Regions from separate parts of the Arachis hypogaea genome. Here region 2 is linked to region 1. The links are chromatin contacts, called in public Hi-C maps. All regions are on one chromosome and are shown on one strand. The core of a region is the stretch at or near the end of the contact, and the rest is flanking DNA. Distances in the headings are between cores, read along the strand shown. Region 1 has its middle 22 kb from the start of LOC112748068. Region 2 holds the start of LOC112749898 (probable ATP-dependent DNA helicase CHR12).

Region 1 (3,627 bases), core at 786-3,285:
TCAATCTTTCCAAAAGAAAATTTCAACTTGACAAACAAAAATTAGCAATCACAACAAAAGAAACAAACAACAACAAAATATATGAGTCAACCAAATGTTACTGAACGCACCACCCATATCCAGTGCGATTGCAGGAAAAATTGAAAAACTAAACCTAAAACATTTTTCCCGATCATTAATAAAGCGCGTTCACTGCATATGATTTCTTTTAAATCTTGAATATGATTTCTTTTCATTTGATCCTGCCAGCTTGTTAGGGAATATGATTCACCAAGGAAACTACTTAAAGAAAAAATCTTCAACTCTTGCTAAATTAGTTGTACACATGGAAGCCAAACTCCTGTTCATATAATTGGTTTACATGTCCTGGTTTTATTGATTACACAATATATTAATGTATCAAACATCTTAGTGAAATAACGTATTAAGTTAGGATCAAATTTTCATGTACCTCAATGTGAGAGTTATTGCTTCCTCCCTTATGCAATTCATGTTCAAGCAAAATCTCTACAATCTCCAGGCATTGAGGCATATATAGTTAAATTTCTTCAATAACTGAAGACTATATTAGAAATGCAGACCACAGAAGACACATTATTACAAATTTAAAATGGTTCAAATATATAGGATTTTTAACACAAATAATGGAGTATAAATTAAAAATAAAAACAAAAACAAAAAACAGATTAGGGAAAAGGGAAAAAATTATAAAAAAAAAAAGAAGCCTAGAATTTTAACCTGAGTTTTCAAAGCTTCCATGTAATAAGAGTAAAGTGAATCAAGTTATATCATACTTGCTTTATCAGAGAAATCAGAATTCTTACCGACATGAATGTCATTTCACAATGCAGAAAAGAAAATGTTAAAATAACATATAAACTCCCTAGGTCAACATTAATAGCAGTAAATTCAACATTATTATAACAGTAATAACTCTATCACATTAATAAACACAAGTGGCAAAATAAATATAACTATTATCGCTGATTATTAATGGCATCAGAACATAGTAAATTCAACATGAACCTATCATTTTGATCATCAAACAAATTGAAGTAAATGCTTACAAACAAGCATATTGTTGAAATCTTAAGCCCCTTGCGAGAATCTGCATTATAAAGAAAATACCGAAATCAGAAATTGCAATTCCAATTTTCTTCAAAATCGAATATATCGACCATTCAAATCCAATCATCATGATCGCAGATAAATCATCAACACGTCCATAACTAAAATACTATATATATGTGTGTGTGTGTGAAGTTGGAAATTTAATTGCACTTTATTAATTTGAGTTTGAACCCTATCTAAAACAATTCTTTTGCACATATAATAAAAAAGAAGTACTACAAAGAGCACGTCGATCTACACATCTAAACTACTCTACATACTATAGCCGAATAACAGCCTCTGAAAGAAGAAAATCAGAAACCAAGGAACGTTTTCAATTGGCCATGATGAAGTCACTGCCGAAGGAGTCAATGACCAGATCGGGAGAGTCCGCGACGGGACTGACTGGAACGAACATAACGGACTTGGCGGCCATGAGCTTCTTCCGCTGCGGCCAGCGAGGTCCGTAGATCCTGGCAACGAAGAGCGGGAAACCGTCCAAGGAATCGGCAGCGTTGGCCTGAGGCTGAGCGGCGGCGGTGTCCTGCGGCGCATGCAACGGGGAGGAAGGAGGAGAAGTGCGACGGAGAGGGATCTGGCAGATGGAGCCGATCCGGTGAGATCTGGCGCTGATGATGCGCAAATCGCGGATTCGAGCTAGGGCACCCGGTTTTAGGTACTTGTGGAAGCTGTGGTGGTGTTGAGGGATGGTTGTTCTAACCCTTCGGTTCATGGCAACGGCTGTGTGTGTGTGTGTGTGTGTGTGTGTGTGTGTGAGAGAGAGAGAGAGAGAGAGAGAGAGAGAGAGAGAGAATGGTGAAGAAACAGAGGGATTAGGGATTTTAAGGAAGAAAGGGAGAACAGAGAGAAAGAGAGGGAGAGGCGGGAAAGGAATGAGGGAGGATAGGGAAAGAGCAGGGATGGGATAGTGACTAGTGAGAGAGGCGGGATTTTAGATATTTACCTTTTTCCTTATAAATCATCTGCCACCTTCTAGACCGTCAATTCCATATAAATGGCAGTTTGACTTTTGAGTTTTGACAATTTTGATACACTAATAAATCCAATTCTTATATGCATTGATTTGTGAGTGTACCAAAAATGTCAAGGTTACAACCCACAAATAATAAAGATACACAATAATGGTTTAGTATGATACTATGATGAATAATTTCCAGATAGAGTGCAATGTACATTAAAACGAAAAAGAACCTTCGAATGCAGATCAAATATCTAAGTATTGGAGGGACAAAAAATATACCAGCGACAGATAATTGTGTAATGTCAATAGCACCAACACAAATCCATTTTGCAATTTCAGTACCGAAAGCAACCGGAAGAGACTGTGCATATTAGATTGGCAATAGAAAAGGTTAGAGCATCAACTTCAGTGTTAGTGAATTTGCAAGACCAGAATTTCTGAAAAAAATTGAAATTTCATGTTACAGTAATGGAAAGGAAGAGGATAACAGAATTGACCTGAAGCCCAAGAGCTCTATCCCCTTCAACACTCTTGTAGTCGTTGACGATGGCAATGCCCAACTACAGTGTAACAGACCAAAGATATTTGCAACAAATCATGACACTATGATGTGAGTGTCCCAAACAAAGCCTGACCAGCCCACCTGCAGCAATAAATGATTAAGAACTTGTCAAAGACAGTTCAATCATAGAAATGATGCTTTAGAAACAAATCAAACATGATCAAATCATGAATCAAGAAACAAAGCCAATGAATTAACTAAATCAGGTTATCAGTTAAAACTATAAAACTCATAATGTACAAATATTATATAAGCAAAATGTACTGTACCATGGTAAACTGATGTCACTTGCTCCAAGGGCAAAGTTTCCGATCCATCCATTTTGTTTTAACTAAATTGTAAGTAAAAACTTAGCCAAAAGGACCATAAAAGAAAAAATAATAATAATAATATGACACTTAACAATAATGGAAAAGAGAATAAGAAGAATTTAAATGTTTACCTTCAAAGGAGGAGCAGAATATATGTATGACAGAAGTGATCCACCCACGGCAAGGTAAAAAACTATGGGGAAGTCATGTCCTGCCTATAACAGAAATGTTTTAGAAACTAGCCTACAGGAAATTGATGCTAAGGGTATGTCTGGGATCAGGGTAAAAATGATATGAAGATTTTTATGAATGAGCTCCATGTGTGTAATTATACACATCAAACTGGAAAATTTTTAATCAGAAGGATCTCGAGACTAAGCAGTACTTACCCATACGTCTAATAGGCCTGCCAAGCCAAGACCTCCTAGTACCAGCACCCATATTTGAGTAATAACCTGTGGAATTTCAAGTGGAAAAACGAAATATGTGGTGACCAAACAAGTAAAGAACATAAGAAATAAAACATCAGTCTCAGAATAATGAGATTAAACTAAAACAGCGGCACTGCAAACTACACCCCAAACCAACAGAGGCCAAGTGACAGGTTTTAAAAGTTGAAGGCGAATCTTCCATTTATTCTGCACAGCATAAATAGAAAGAAT
Region 2 (3,442 bases), core at 480-2,979, 48 kb after region 1:
ATTTGCAATTGGAACTCACGTACAGTATTCAGTATTTCTGTGAAAAATCTTCTTTTTCTGGTCTCTAAATGATTTTTGGCCTGCTCTTCTAATCTTGATAGTCTCTGCATTTAAGAAAAGCAGTATAATTACTGACTTCACGTGCATACACTAATTGTATCAGTTAAACCACATCATCAACAGATGTATACCAAAACCGAGGGACAGGGCCCAGGGGAAGAGGGGGTAGTTCACAAATAAAATCACCTCAGCATCACGTTTCTTTCTTAATTTATCATCAGCATCCATGGCAAATGGATCTCCAACACCATACATTGGACGATGCAACCGCATCATGCCCCAATCAAACAACTGCCTCTCAGGATATGCACACATAACATTGAGCCAGTATTCAGAGCTGACATCACATCGAACCATCCTCTGCAACTCTGCTAGCTGCCACAAAAAAGTCCTTGTCAACAAGGACACAATTCTTGTTATTCCAAGAAATTACAACATACTTTCTTCAGCATAAAATAGTCCTGAACTATGCTGTCTTCCAATATAGTAACGAGTAAGGTACACACAGATGCTGCATCAGTAGAATGTTTGCCTTGTTAACTTAAACAGGTCAAACTAAGTCAGACTTTAAGGGCTGCACAGTTAGAGAGAAGTTTTCTTTCTCATAGCTCATATCTCGTACAAAGAAACTAATTTTTGTCAAGCTTAAACAAAAGAATAAGGCCTATTTGCAAAGCCAATTTACATCCCAAGAGATAAGACAACCTAATTGCACAATAGTAGGGATCAATTTACCAAAGCATTTGACTACAGTTAAGAATTGAGGTAAGATTCAAGAATCAGTTTACCTTCAATCCGTAATATTCAAGTAGGGATCTTGTCTGTAGGTCGTCTCCTCCCCTGCTTGAAGGCAATCCTGGTCCAGTGAGATAATAAAATAATTCTTTATTAAAATGATGAACACTCTTATCCTAACGTCATAGGAGAGGGTTGGAGTAAAATTGTTAACCTTCAAGCTGAGTTAAGCGATGCTGAGTGAGGCTTTGATAACGGCTTTCTCTAGCTCTGCACAATTTGAAACCCGAAGCACAGTTGGATCGCTGCTTCGAAAGCGCATCATCGAGATCCGCCAGCAAACCATCTTCAGCCTGCGAAACGAGCAGAGCAGCGGAAACAAACAAACAAACACTTGTCAGAGAAGTTCGAAGCTATAAATATAGAAAGAAGAACAAGATAGAGGGAGGGAGAGAGAATACGGAGGAGTTGTGAGAGATGGAAGAAACGGTGTTGAAGAGATCGGGAGGGAGAGGGAGGTTGCGGGAGAGGATGTTGAGTGCGCCGACGAGAGCCTTGGTGCTGTGAGCTTCCTTTGAGGAAGGCTGTTGCTTCTGCAGCTCAGCCATGTCCCCTGCCGGGAAGTGGGGCCCTCACAACCGACGTCGTTTGATTTTAATATAGTCAGTCGTCACACAAGAGAAGAGACTCGGCAGCAGCTAGCTTAGCCTTTGTGTAAGCGCGCGCTAAACAAAAGCACTCTCGCTCCCTTCCAGTTCCTCTACTTTTGAGATTCTTCTTCAACCCTCTCTATCTATACTCTCTGGTCTCTTCGCCCCACTCTCTCTAGTCTCTCTCTCTATATCTCTTCGCTTTTTTTACCCATGGCTTTTTTGCATTTTTTCTTTTTTCCTTACGCCAAACACGGCTTAACGACACAAAAAGACGTTATTGCCTCTCGATCTTACAAATGATTTGGGTAGATAACTAATTAGGGGTGTAATTAACTGCAGTTAATTAGTGGAAAAATATGTCTATTAATGAAAAAAATATCCTAACACTTAAAAAAAAAAAACTATCCAAAATAAAAAAAAAATCTAGAATTAAATAAAAATAAATATTTAAAATTTTTAAAAAAATATTTAAAACCTAATAAAAAATTTGAAACGTAATAAAAAAACATAAAAAATTTAATAAAAAAGTATCTAAAATTATTTAAAAAAATTTAAAATCTAAGACATCTAAAAATATTAAAAAAACAACCAAAAATTAAAGCAAGAAATACCTAAAATTATTAAAAAATATATGAAAAGAAGACACATTTAAAACCTAGAAAAAAGAAACGTCTAAAACAAGAAATAAGAATCATCCAAAATTTATAAGAAGAAGAAGAAGAAGACTATTATAAAAAGAGTATCCAAAACTTAGTAAAATGAAACATCTGAAACGTAATAAAAAGAAACGTCAAAAATCTAATAAAAACAACTAAATAAGATATCCAAAATCATTTTAAAAAATTCAAAACCTAACAAAACAAGACATTCAAAATTATTGGAAAAACATTTAAAAATTAAGGAAAAAATATTTAAAATTATTAAAAAAATAATCCAAAACCTAAAAAAAGAAACATCCAAAACATAAGAAAAAGAAACATTTAAAATATAAGAAAAAGAAAAATCCAAAGCCTATGAGAAAGAACAAAAATGCTATTTGTACACTAATTTCAGTCACGAATTCCAACCACCGTGTAGAAATACGGTAAAATAGTGCATACAGATACGGTAAATAACGCGACGCGCCTTAGAAACAGAAGCCACTTAGTTTCTTCATCGTGCCACTACTCTTCTCTTCCTTGATCGCGCGATTTCTTCTCTTCTCAGTGCAGCGATTCACTCTCCTCTTCTTCGATCGCACCACTGCACCTCACTCTTCAGTTTCTTCTCTTCTCCGCGCAGCATTTTACTCTGCTCTTCGATCGCAGCATTGCTCCTCACTTTCTTTTGTTCTCCATGCATCGCTTCACTCTGCTTTTCTCAGCACCGTTTACTGTTCTCTTCTTAGTGAGTTATTTTGATTGTATTACGTTAATTTATTTTGGTTCTTCTTTTCTTAGGATTTTGATTCTATTTTTATTGGTCAGATTAGGAAAGTTGCTGCTTATTGAAATAAAGTAAGAATTCAATGAAATCCACAAACTCAAATGATGAGGTTTCTGTTATGTTTAGTTCATATGTTATTAATTTTTAATTCCTAATTTGATTTTAAGTGTTTTTGATTTATTACTTTTCTAGTTTGTTAATTATGAGGTTTTTTATTTTTCATCCTAAAATTGCTGTCAATAATCAAAGACCTTTTAACTTGTTTTTAAGTGTTTGATTATCCATGTTTTAGGTTGTTCCAAGCATAAAAATGTCATTCCCCTCTATGGAAGATTATGAAGCTTTTTATACCAATTATACAAAGAAGGTTGACTTTTCATGGAATATAAGAACTACTAAGTGAGGTCAAAATAGACCAAATCTTGGTATATTCTAGAGCTAGCTATCGAAGATAAAAATTGATCCATTAAAGAAGACACATCCAACTTTCGAGCAAAATTGTAAAGCTAGGATAATTGTGAAGAGGGATAAGAAGCTGGAATATGTGTTAACCTTTGTGAATATTCAGC

The links. A called contact is a pair of places that touch in the nucleus more often than the background predicts.
Region 2: a Hi-C map of leaf shows a contact between it and region 1, with 2.2 times the contacts expected there. The contact joins the promoter of LOC112749898 here to the enhancer-like site in region 1. A contact is called at or near these places in 3 of 8 Hi-C or Micro-C datasets (all in leaf).

Annotation. Positions count from the first base shown.
Region 1 is chr15:20,500,141-20,503,767 of arahy.Tifrunner.gnm2.J5K5, forward strand. It overlaps the pseudogene LOC112749896. Among protein-coding and RNA genes, the nearest start is that of LOC112748068, 22 kb to the left of the region's middle. Within about 2 kb of position 2,036, at least 1 of the 3 cell types and tissues checked has open chromatin away from gene starts, as enhancers often do.
Region 2 is chr15:20,548,230-20,551,671 of arahy.Tifrunner.gnm2.J5K5, forward strand. LOC112749898 (probable ATP-dependent DNA helicase CHR12) reads right to left here and starts at 1,730. Exons shown (of 12, transcript XM_025798322.3): 1 at 1,257-1,730; 2 at 1,010-1,148; 3 at 849-916; 4 at 247-435; 5 at 1-104. The coding sequence starts at 1,403.